Linked DNA regions of Sus scrofa: regions 1 and 2 are each linked to region 3. Evidence: chromatin contacts called from public HiChIP or PLAC-seq data. All regions are on one chromosome and are shown on one strand. The core of a region is the stretch at or near the end of the contact, and the rest is flanking DNA. Distances in the headings are between cores, read along the strand shown. Region 1 has its middle 28 kb from the start of FOSL2. Region 2 overlaps BABAM2 (BRCA1-A complex subunit BRE). Region 3 has its middle 36 kb from the start of MRPL33.

Evidence for each region. HiChIP or PLAC-seq counts read pairs in DNA pulled down with a chosen protein or histone mark.
Region 1: an H3K27ac HiChIP or PLAC-seq map of alveolar macrophages shows a contact between it and region 3. The contact joins two enhancer-like sites. A contact is called at or near these places in 2 of 2 datasets of contacts at active chromatin or transcription factors (alveolar macrophages and skeletal muscle).
Region 2: a contact with region 3 is called in an H3K27ac HiChIP or PLAC-seq map of alveolar macrophages. The contact joins two enhancer-like sites. A contact is called at or near these places in 2 of 2 datasets of contacts at active chromatin or transcription factors (alveolar macrophages and skeletal muscle).

Annotation. Positions count from the first base shown.
Region 1 is chr3:110,869,683-110,872,807 of Sscrofa11.1, reverse strand. No RefSeq gene overlaps it. Among named protein-coding and RNA genes, the nearest start is that of FOSL2, 28 kb to the right of the region's middle. Within about 2 kb of position 1,812, at least 14 of the 83 cell types and tissues checked have an H3K27ac peak or open chromatin away from gene starts, as enhancers often do. A contact at or near this core is called in alveolar macrophages, where this site is marked.
Region 2 is chr3:110,905,149-110,908,008 of Sscrofa11.1, reverse strand. The region is part of intron 11 of BABAM2 (BRCA1-A complex subunit BRE); the gene reads left to right. Among named protein-coding and RNA genes, the nearest start is that of FOSL2, 64 kb to the right of the region's middle. Within about 2 kb of position 1,493, at least 11 of the 83 cell types and tissues checked have an H3K27ac peak or open chromatin away from gene starts, as enhancers often do. A contact at or near this core is called in alveolar macrophages, where this site is marked.
Region 3 is chr3:111,473,323-111,476,125 of Sscrofa11.1, reverse strand. No RefSeq gene overlaps it. Among named protein-coding and RNA genes, the nearest start is that of MRPL33, 36 kb to the right of the region's middle. Within about 2 kb of position 1,280, at least 18 of the 83 cell types and tissues checked have an H3K27ac peak or open chromatin away from gene starts, as enhancers often do. A contact at or near this core is called in alveolar macrophages, where this site is marked.

The DNA.
Region 1 (3,125 bases), core at 563-3,062, 600 kb after region 3:
CTGGGCCAATAGGAACCATGCTTGAGACTTTAGCTGGAGTTACTGAGACTTCACGTCCATTGAAGATGAAAAACTGGAGCCTTTAGCTATTGTTGTGGGTTGACTTGTGTCCACCCCCTCACAAGATGTGTTCGAGTCCTAAGCCTTTGAAGGTGATCCTGTTTGGACGTAGGTCTTTGCAGATATAAGCAAGTTAAGATAAAGCTGCACTGGATGAGGTGGGACCCAAATTCAGTGACTGGTACGTTTATAAGAAGAGGGAGATGCAAACATGGAAGCACACAGGGAAAAGGCCACAGGACAACAGAGGCAGAGATGGGAGTGATGACTCTACGAACCAAGGATCAGCAAGGGCTGCCAGCGACTGCCAGGAGCTGGGAGAAAGGCATGGAGCAGTTTCCCCCCTTCACCTCTAGAGGGAACTGACCTTGCCAACACCATGACTTCAGGCTTCTGGCCTTCACAACTGTGAGAGCATGACTATCGACGTGTTCACCCACCCAAGTGTGTGGTGATTTGTTATGGCAGCCACAGGAAACTAATACAGCCACCAAATGCGGGACTGTGCCTGAGACTGAAGCCAACCCTGGAACTAGGGCCCGGACGGGCACTCTTGGCACCATGAAGACTCAGATCCAACAGGGGCTGAAGCAAGAGGTTTACCGGACTTTTTGGTTACATGTGCCACCCTAGTCTCTATGTTACTGAAACTGTTTCAGCTGAGTTTCTGCCTCTTTCAACTCACAAAGGCTTGATAATATAGAAATAGTGGAGGTCAAATGCACAGCATGGTGCCGGCCAATAGGAAGCTCTGTGTATTTATTATTACTGCTGTTGTTGTTGTTTCTATGTCCATCTAGACTGAGGGCTCTCCAGGGTAAGGGCCATACCTCTTGTCTGTGTCACTGTGGGTTCCCAGGAAGCAGACTCTGGGACAGAGTTGGTGTGTAGGATGTGGCCTTGGGATCAAGCCCTGGGGTCAAGGGGGCAAGGAAGCAAGACTGGGCGGAGGGAAGCCGAGCAGCGACAGCCTCAGCTGGGCCCACGGATGTTCGGTCCAGAGTCATCCTACACGGGGCCCCTTTTGCTCCCAGATCCATCGAATCTGTGCTGTCCTGGGAAAGGTGAGCTCTCGTGAGAGGCAGAGGCAGAGGCCTTCCCTGAAGGGGCAGATGGCTGGGAACTGGTGCCCAGCCACGGGGCAACGGGTTCTCAACAAAGGGGACCTGGGTGGGCCACCATGGTACCCACCCTACTCAGGGCACAAGTCAGAGCCTGGCACCCAGTTACCAGTCATTGTTGAAAATATTCATCCATTCACTCAAACCCAAGGCTGATTAGATGTCTTGGGGTCTGAGATAGAGTCCTTCAGGAGAGGGGTCCTGGTGGAAGCTGGGCATGGCGGAAACCCCACGACCGGGCTGGCGGGGACGTGGTCAGGGGGATGTGACCAGACTGGTGGTGTGGCCTTGCCTGGCACAGGTCCACTGAGAGCTGAGGGAGCTCGGTGTTGGGGCAAGCTTTCAAGTGCCCTCTTTAGAACTTTAGGCTCCTGGGGCTATAAAATGTCTCTTTCTTTCTTCTGTTGATTTCTTTGGTGTTAGGGTGGAGTCAGAGCCTGGCTAAGTCTTTAAAGTTTTCTTTCTTGTGTCTTTCCTGCTTCCCCAGGCAGCTCTTCCTATAGCTGGGGTGTCCCCCACCCCCAGCGCCAGACAGCCACCTCCTGCCAGGCCTCGCAGGCCCAGGGCCTGGTGCTCAGGGCTGGCCAGCCAGGCCCTCCCTCTTATCAGATGAGAAGGCAAGACTCAGAGAGGAAGCTGGTTGTTCAAAGGAAGAGTCAGTGGTTGAGCCAGGAAGCGGGACCCACTTCTCCCCGCTCAGCCTTCCTCATGCGCAGTGCCAACCGCAGCTCAAGCCACAGCCCTCGTCTAAGGAGTGTCCAGCCCCTCCACCTGCAGCTGCGTCGTGTACATGATGGCCTCCTGGGCACAGCGTTCCGGGGACAGGCTGCAGGTGCCACAGAGGTGAGCCCACTGCCTTGGCAGAGGGTCAAGCGGGTGTCACGCCTCCCAGACTTCTCCAGGAAACCAGGGGCAGCCCAGCAGGCCTTCTGAGGCCACCTTGTCCCACCCACAGGTGCAGAGAAAGTCGTAAGGCGAGATCTTCCTGAGGTCACACGATGAGCTGCCAGTGAGGGTAGAAGCCAGGGCTTGTCCTATTGTCCCTAAAGTTACTCCCCTCGCTGAATTTGTGTAGAGCCTTTAACTCTGTTTTATCTTATCTCCAAAAATGGTTTATCTTATTTCCAACAACACAGATCATCAAGTTTAACAGAGAACAACACAAGAATCGATTTTATCACACCAACGAGACCACACACCTCTTAAGAGTAATTCACCAGCAGGGGAGGATGCAAACTGCTTTACGTGTGCCCCCCCCCCCCGCCCCCAACTTTAAATAACCCGGTCTGCTGCCTGAGAAGGTGGCTCCATTAGAGGACGTTCAGTTTGCTCTGTAAGCCCCTGGCTGATCTGGATGTTCAAAGAAGGGCCTAGAAGGAGTCAGGCAGGAGGGGATGGGGAAGCTGAGCAGGCTGCCTGACACAGGGAGAAAACTGGGCCCGCAGCAGGGAGGAGAACAGGGGACTGGAGCCAGGAGACTTGGGGGCCCTGCTGGGGGAGGGCAGGTGGAAGTCTGGTGCCTGGAGGCTCTTAAAGAACCCATGTGTGCGTGTGCGTCGGAAGCTCTTTGCCTCTCCGTCCTCCTGTCCGCTCCTCCGCAGTGAAACCCTCCATCTCTGGGGGTGGGAGAACTGGCTTTGCATGGAGAGAGAAGGAGGGACAGAGGCGGTACCTGAGCGTCCAGAGGGTGGCACGGACAGAGACACACAGAGGTGGGGTCCAGGGCTGAGGGGCCCTGAACCCGAGCTCCCCACCTCACCCAAATTCTGGGTGATCTGCAGAAATCCTGGGGAGGGCCCTCGATTCCTTGGAGCTGCGTGCGGGGTTTCACACTGGTCCTAGACCTCAGGGGCCTGGTGGACCCCAGCTGACCAGGTTACACCTACATTTTCTACTGTGCCCTTTCTGTGCCACTCTGTGGGAGCCACGCCCACCTTCCACCAG
Region 2 (2,860 bases), core at 244-2,743, 570 kb after region 3:
GCACGACGGCTCGCATGTCGTGGGCACCTCCCCACCTTCCAGATTTTTTTGCCACCATCCCCGGGAAGACATTGTATATCCACAAAAGTGTCGCAGAAAAATACTTCTCCTTGCCACCTGTGATGTACTCTGATTTTTATTTCATTTTACTTTAACGCTGACCAGGACCCACTCGGTGGATCTCCCAACCCACTAACGGATCACCATCTATCATTGAGCAAACCTGCTTCGTACCGTGTGTGAATAGCATTTATCCTCATCCTGTGTCTGTCCCTCCTTTCCTTCCGCGCCTTCCCTCCCTCGTCCCCTCCCTCCCTCTCTGTAACTGGCACACAACCCCACAGAGCCACTGGCTGTCACCAGCATGTGCGGGGCCCTGGGCTCGGGCAGCGTGGAGTGAGCCCTGCGGGCCAGCAGCCCAGGTGAGCGCTCCCCATCCTGGCCGAGCATCTCAGCGTAATTGAAAGGACCCGTAAGGCTCGCTCCCTGCCAGAAGTTCTGCCTCCTGCCCGCCTGCCGTGGAGTTTGCCCGCACCCCCAGCCTAGCAGAGCCTGCCTAAAGATCCCAGGAAGGCCCTTGCCCCCTAGCAGAGGGGGCGGACCCCAGGCATGCTCTCCCATTCGGCCGTTTCTTCTTTTTTTTCTTTTCTTTTCTTTTTAGGGCTGTACCTGTGGCATCTGGAGGTTCCCAGGCTAGGAGTCGAATTGGAGCTACAGCTACTGGCCTACACCACAGCCACAGCCACAGCCACGCCAGATCTGAGCTGCCTCTGCGACCTACACCACAGCTCACAGCAATGCCAGATTCTTAACCCACTGAGTGGGGGCCAGGGATCCTTATGGATACTAGTCGGGTTCTCAACCCGCTGAGCCACAATGGGAACTTCTTTTCTTTTTCTTTCTTTTGGAATGGCTGCTTTTCCATCTGCAGGCCCAAAGAGCCAGGCGTCCGGGAATATCATTTCAGCTGCTGAGCAGGGGAATTGGACTGAAAAGAAGAGGGGCCTGGCCAGCCTTGCTCTCCCTCCCCCAGACCTTTGAGGGGTCTCTGTGAGCACCCAGCCACCCGGAGTGCTGGCATGACCAGCGGGTGCTCTCAAAGGCAGCCGGCAGGAGCCTGAGCAGCTGTGGGAGACAGAGCTGTGGCCTCTAGATGCTGAGAGTCTAGTGGGAGAAAAATTTACAACCAGGCAAATGATACTTTAATAGGAGCCCCAGAGAGACTCTCTGGGGAGGAGATTGTTTTATCCTCCAAAGAGTTGATGGCCTCAGGGTTGTCTCAGTCCTTGGGGGGTAGGGCGGTCCTTTCCTGTGATTCCTGGCGATGCTGAACAGGCGCCTGAAGGCGCGTCCCCGTGGGGCTGCGACCAGGCGCCCGCACTCCGCATGGTCAGCTCGGCTGAGACCCCGAGCACTTCCTCTTTGAGGGCCACCCTTTGGTTTTTCCCCTTCTGCTGACTCAGGAGCAGAGGGTCATCTGTGATCGTGACGGTGACTCACCGCCGGCAGACAGGCAGCCGGCCTCTCCCCGGCAGCCCAGTGCAGGTGAGGGACGTGAGCTCCTGCCCGGGCCTGCGGAGAGACCCCAGCAGCCTCCACGGGCCCCACGTGGCCGTTAGCAGGGCCAGTGCAGAGCCCCTCCAGCAGCCCTGGGCACAGCGAGCAGAGAACTTGAGATGCCCGATACCAGGGCACCCGCCCTGCGAGGCACACCCAGCAGGTGCAGGTGGGAAAGCAGGATAGACACGGGTGGTGGTTCTGCCCTGGGGTCCCAGGCCTCTGGCAGCACCCCATTCCTTAGGTCCCCCACACCCACTCTCTGACCGCACCTTAACCCAGCCAGGTGCACCATCTCAGCTGACCCCTCCCGGCGCGAGGGGACCCCGCCTTTCTCAGTGGCCATGCTGCCGCCCCCTCCTCCCAGGTCTCATCAGGCAGGTTCATGATGGAAAGAGCATCAGCCTGGGAGTGAAGGAGATTAGGAGGATGGGCCCCAATTCTAGCCACTAGCCCTGGGGCCTTAGAGCAGGTCCTTGGGCAGCCAGCCAGCCAGCCAGCCAGCCATTCCTGCCGTCAGGCCCTAAGGGAGGCAAGCGCCATGGGCGCTAAGGATGCCCCATCCCCCAAGTCTGCCCCCAATGGGCTTCCAGAGAAGACTTGTGCCCTGTGAGAAGGACCACCAGCTGCTCCGGCCCTTAGTGTCCCCTTCCCCGCTATACAGCCTCTGGGGTTTCTTGCTGTTGTACACATTTTCTAATCCTAAAGTACATCTTTATATAAGCCAAGAGTGTTTGCAAGTATGTATTGAGCTGCTATGTGTTGGGCACTAGACTGGAAGCCGCGGTGCAGAGGTGGCGAATGTGCCCAGCGGGTCTTGCCGCGATGGAGCGTCTAGTGGGCTGCGGGGGAGTGGTTGGACTGTGGCAGGTGCCTGGGGACAGAGCCGGGAGCCCGGGAGGAAGGCACCCCTGTGGCTGGCGAGGCTCAGGAGCCCACGTGAATCGTCCTGTCCCTCCTTCTCATTTGGCCAGCTGGCCCTCTTGTGACCTCCTCCCCCAAGAGGAGGAGCCAAGGGAGCAGAGGCGCCTACACCCTCCCTGCCCCCCACTCCTGAGCAAGGCCTGGCCCTGCAGTGGCAGAAGCTGGCGGCAAGCTGCTCTAGCCCCAGAGGAACTGGCCAGGCTCCAGAAGGCCTCCGCAGAGAGTCTCAGAGAGAACCACTAGGTAATTTTGATCGTTTCAGTACACATTGACAAATACCCTATGATTTAGAAGGAGCCAGATTTCATCCCAATACTTTGATGTCTAGAAATGGATCCCAGTTGGTTGTTGGTTGAAGGGCTCCTAAAACTGCCTTTTA
Region 3 (2,803 bases), core at 31-2,530:
GGTCTAATGGGAGCTGTAGCCACTGGCCTACACCAGAGCCACAGCAATGCCAGATCCAAGGGGCATCTGAGACCTACACCACAGCTCCAGGCAATGCCAGATCCTTAACCCACTGAGCGAGGCCAGGGATCGAACCTGCGTCCTCATGGATACTAGTCAGATTCATTTCCACTGAGCCATGGTGGGAACTCCAATATAACATACCTATTTCTATATGGCTGATATTTTGGAGTTGAGACTTTTTATAGATATACCATTTTGTATATATGCCCTCTTTTCTTTCTTTCTTTTTTTTTTTCCCCAACATAACACCAAATCACAAGCATTTTTCCAGGTCATAAAAAACTTGTGAAGACATTTTAGTTAAGGCCAGGAGAGGCCAGCCTAGAAACCAGCATATTTTTGTAGGCAAAGGAGAAGGTGTGAGTGGAGACCAGAAGCACAAAGCTGCCCCAGGGTGAGGGCGGTTTGGCTGAGTGGGAGACGCTGAGGCCCTCAGGGCTGCAGGTGTCCTGGATGAGGAGAGGGTGCCCACTGCTTTGACTGTCACTCCCTCACACGCTTGGTGACCTCCCCGCCCCGCCAGAGACCAGGCAGTGAGTCTCCACTCTTCAATTTGATGGACTTTCTGGCTGGAAAAACTTGAGAATTTAATTGTAGCAACTTAACCGATTTAATTGTGGAACACCAAGCTGAGTCTGGCTTGGCTGAATCTTCTGTAAGGAACCAGGGGGAGGCAGAGGTGCATGTCTGGTGGAGATGAAAAACCCAAGCCAGGGTGTTCCCATCGTGTCTCAGTGGAAAAGAACCTGACTGGCATCCACGAGGACACAGGTTCAATCCCTGGCCTCGCTCAGTGGGTTAAGGATCTGGTGTTGCCGTGAGCTGTGGTGTAGGTCGCAGACGTGGTGGATCCTGAGTTGCTGTGGCTGTGGCGTAGGCTGGCAGCTATACTCAGATTCTGCCCCTAGCCTGGGAACCTCCATATGCCTCAGGCATGGCCCTAAAAAGACAAAACAAACAAACAAAAACCAAGAACCCAACACAAGTGCCTAGAAATTTGCATTCAGTCGAGGGCAGCACCAACCTCCTGAGGCCTATTACTCATTAAGGGTCTGTGTTCCCCAAGTTGCAAACGCTTGACCTGATGTAACCATCTCATTTTATAGATCAGGAAACTAAGGCCTTGAGAGAGAAATGATTTGTCCATAGTGGATTATGGGCTGAGTCAGCCCCGAGGCTGGGATTACTGGCTCCCCTGACGCTGGTCCACCAGGCCTCCTCTCTTCCTTGTCTGGAGGAAGCTGGCTGGAGAGGGGCCCTAGACCAGCTCTCTTTCCAGCTGCCAAACCCAGGGGTGCCCAGCCCTCTGGCTCCTGGGGGATACGGGCTGGTGGTCAGGAGCTCTCTGAACAACTGCTGTGGCCCTGGCCATCCAACTGGTTCCCCAGACGTCAAGGGAAATGTTGTGGAGAGAACAGGATGTGTTTTCCTGCAAAATCACTTGTCTCACAAGATCATTTGCATACTGGTGGGGACGCGAATGTCATTCCCTGCCCATTTCCTCCCCAGAGAAAAGTGTTCCCATCAGAGCTTTCCCTTCAAGGGAGGAGGCAGCTGTGTGGGCTCAGCCCCAGCCCCAGCCCCAGGGGACAGCTTCCTGATAGGAGGGATGGGGGGGTGTGCTCCCGGAAGTAAGGAGGCTCCTTTGTTTGACTTCCTCCCACACCCAGGCCCTGGCTGGAAGGAGCACATGGCTCCAGCTCTGGCAGAGTCTGCTTCTATGGTCTCGGAAGCCCCGAACATCCCACCTTGCTCTTTATTATTGGAGTTAAATTACTGAAGATTCAGGAGTGGCACAGGGGAAAGGAATCTGACTAGGAACCACGAGGTTGCGAGTTCGATCCCTGGCCTCGCTCAGTGGATTAAGGACCTGGCATTGCCATGAGCTGTGGTGTAGGTTGCAGGTGCAGCCCTAAAAAAAAAAAAAAAAGAAGTTACTGAAGATTCAGCTGCTAGAAGAGAGGGTTGAGGAGATTATAGGCGAAAAATCATAATAAATACTTGTTACTTAATCTATTCCAGACATTGCCCTAAGCATGCTATATGTTCTGTAAATTCTTGTTTTTCTCTCTCTCTCTCTCTTTTTTTTTTTTTTTGTCTTTTTGCCATTTCTTGGGCCGCTCCCACGGCATATGGAGGTTCCCAGGCGAGGGGTCTAATCGGAGCTGTAGCCACCGGCCTATGCCAGAGCCATAGTAACTCGGGATCCGAGCCGTGTCTTTGACCAAAACCACAGCTCACGGCAACGCCGGATCGCCAACCCACTGAGCAAGGGCAGGGATCAAACCCACAACCTCATGGTTCCTAGTCAGATTGTTAACCACTGCGCTACGATGGGAACTCCTTGTTTTTTTTCTTTTTTACAGATGCACCTGCAGCATATGGAAGTTCCTGGGCCAGGAGTCAAATCAGAGCTGCAGCTGCAACCTGCCACAGCAATGCCAGCTCCCAGCCCCATCTGTGACCTATGGTGCAGCTTATATCCATAACCAGCTGAGCAAGGCCAGGGATCAAACCCACAACTTCACAGAAACAACATCGGGGCCTTAACCTGCTGAGCTACAGCGGAACTCCATGTACTGTAAATGCACTTAATCCTCACAGCAAGTGAGTGAACTTAGGTCTATTATTTCTCCCATTGTCTATGTGAGAAATCAAAGTTCAGAGAGGTTGAGGAGCTTGCCCAAAGTTACACAGCTGGTAAGCTATGCAGCCAGGATTTGAACTCAGCCGATCTGCC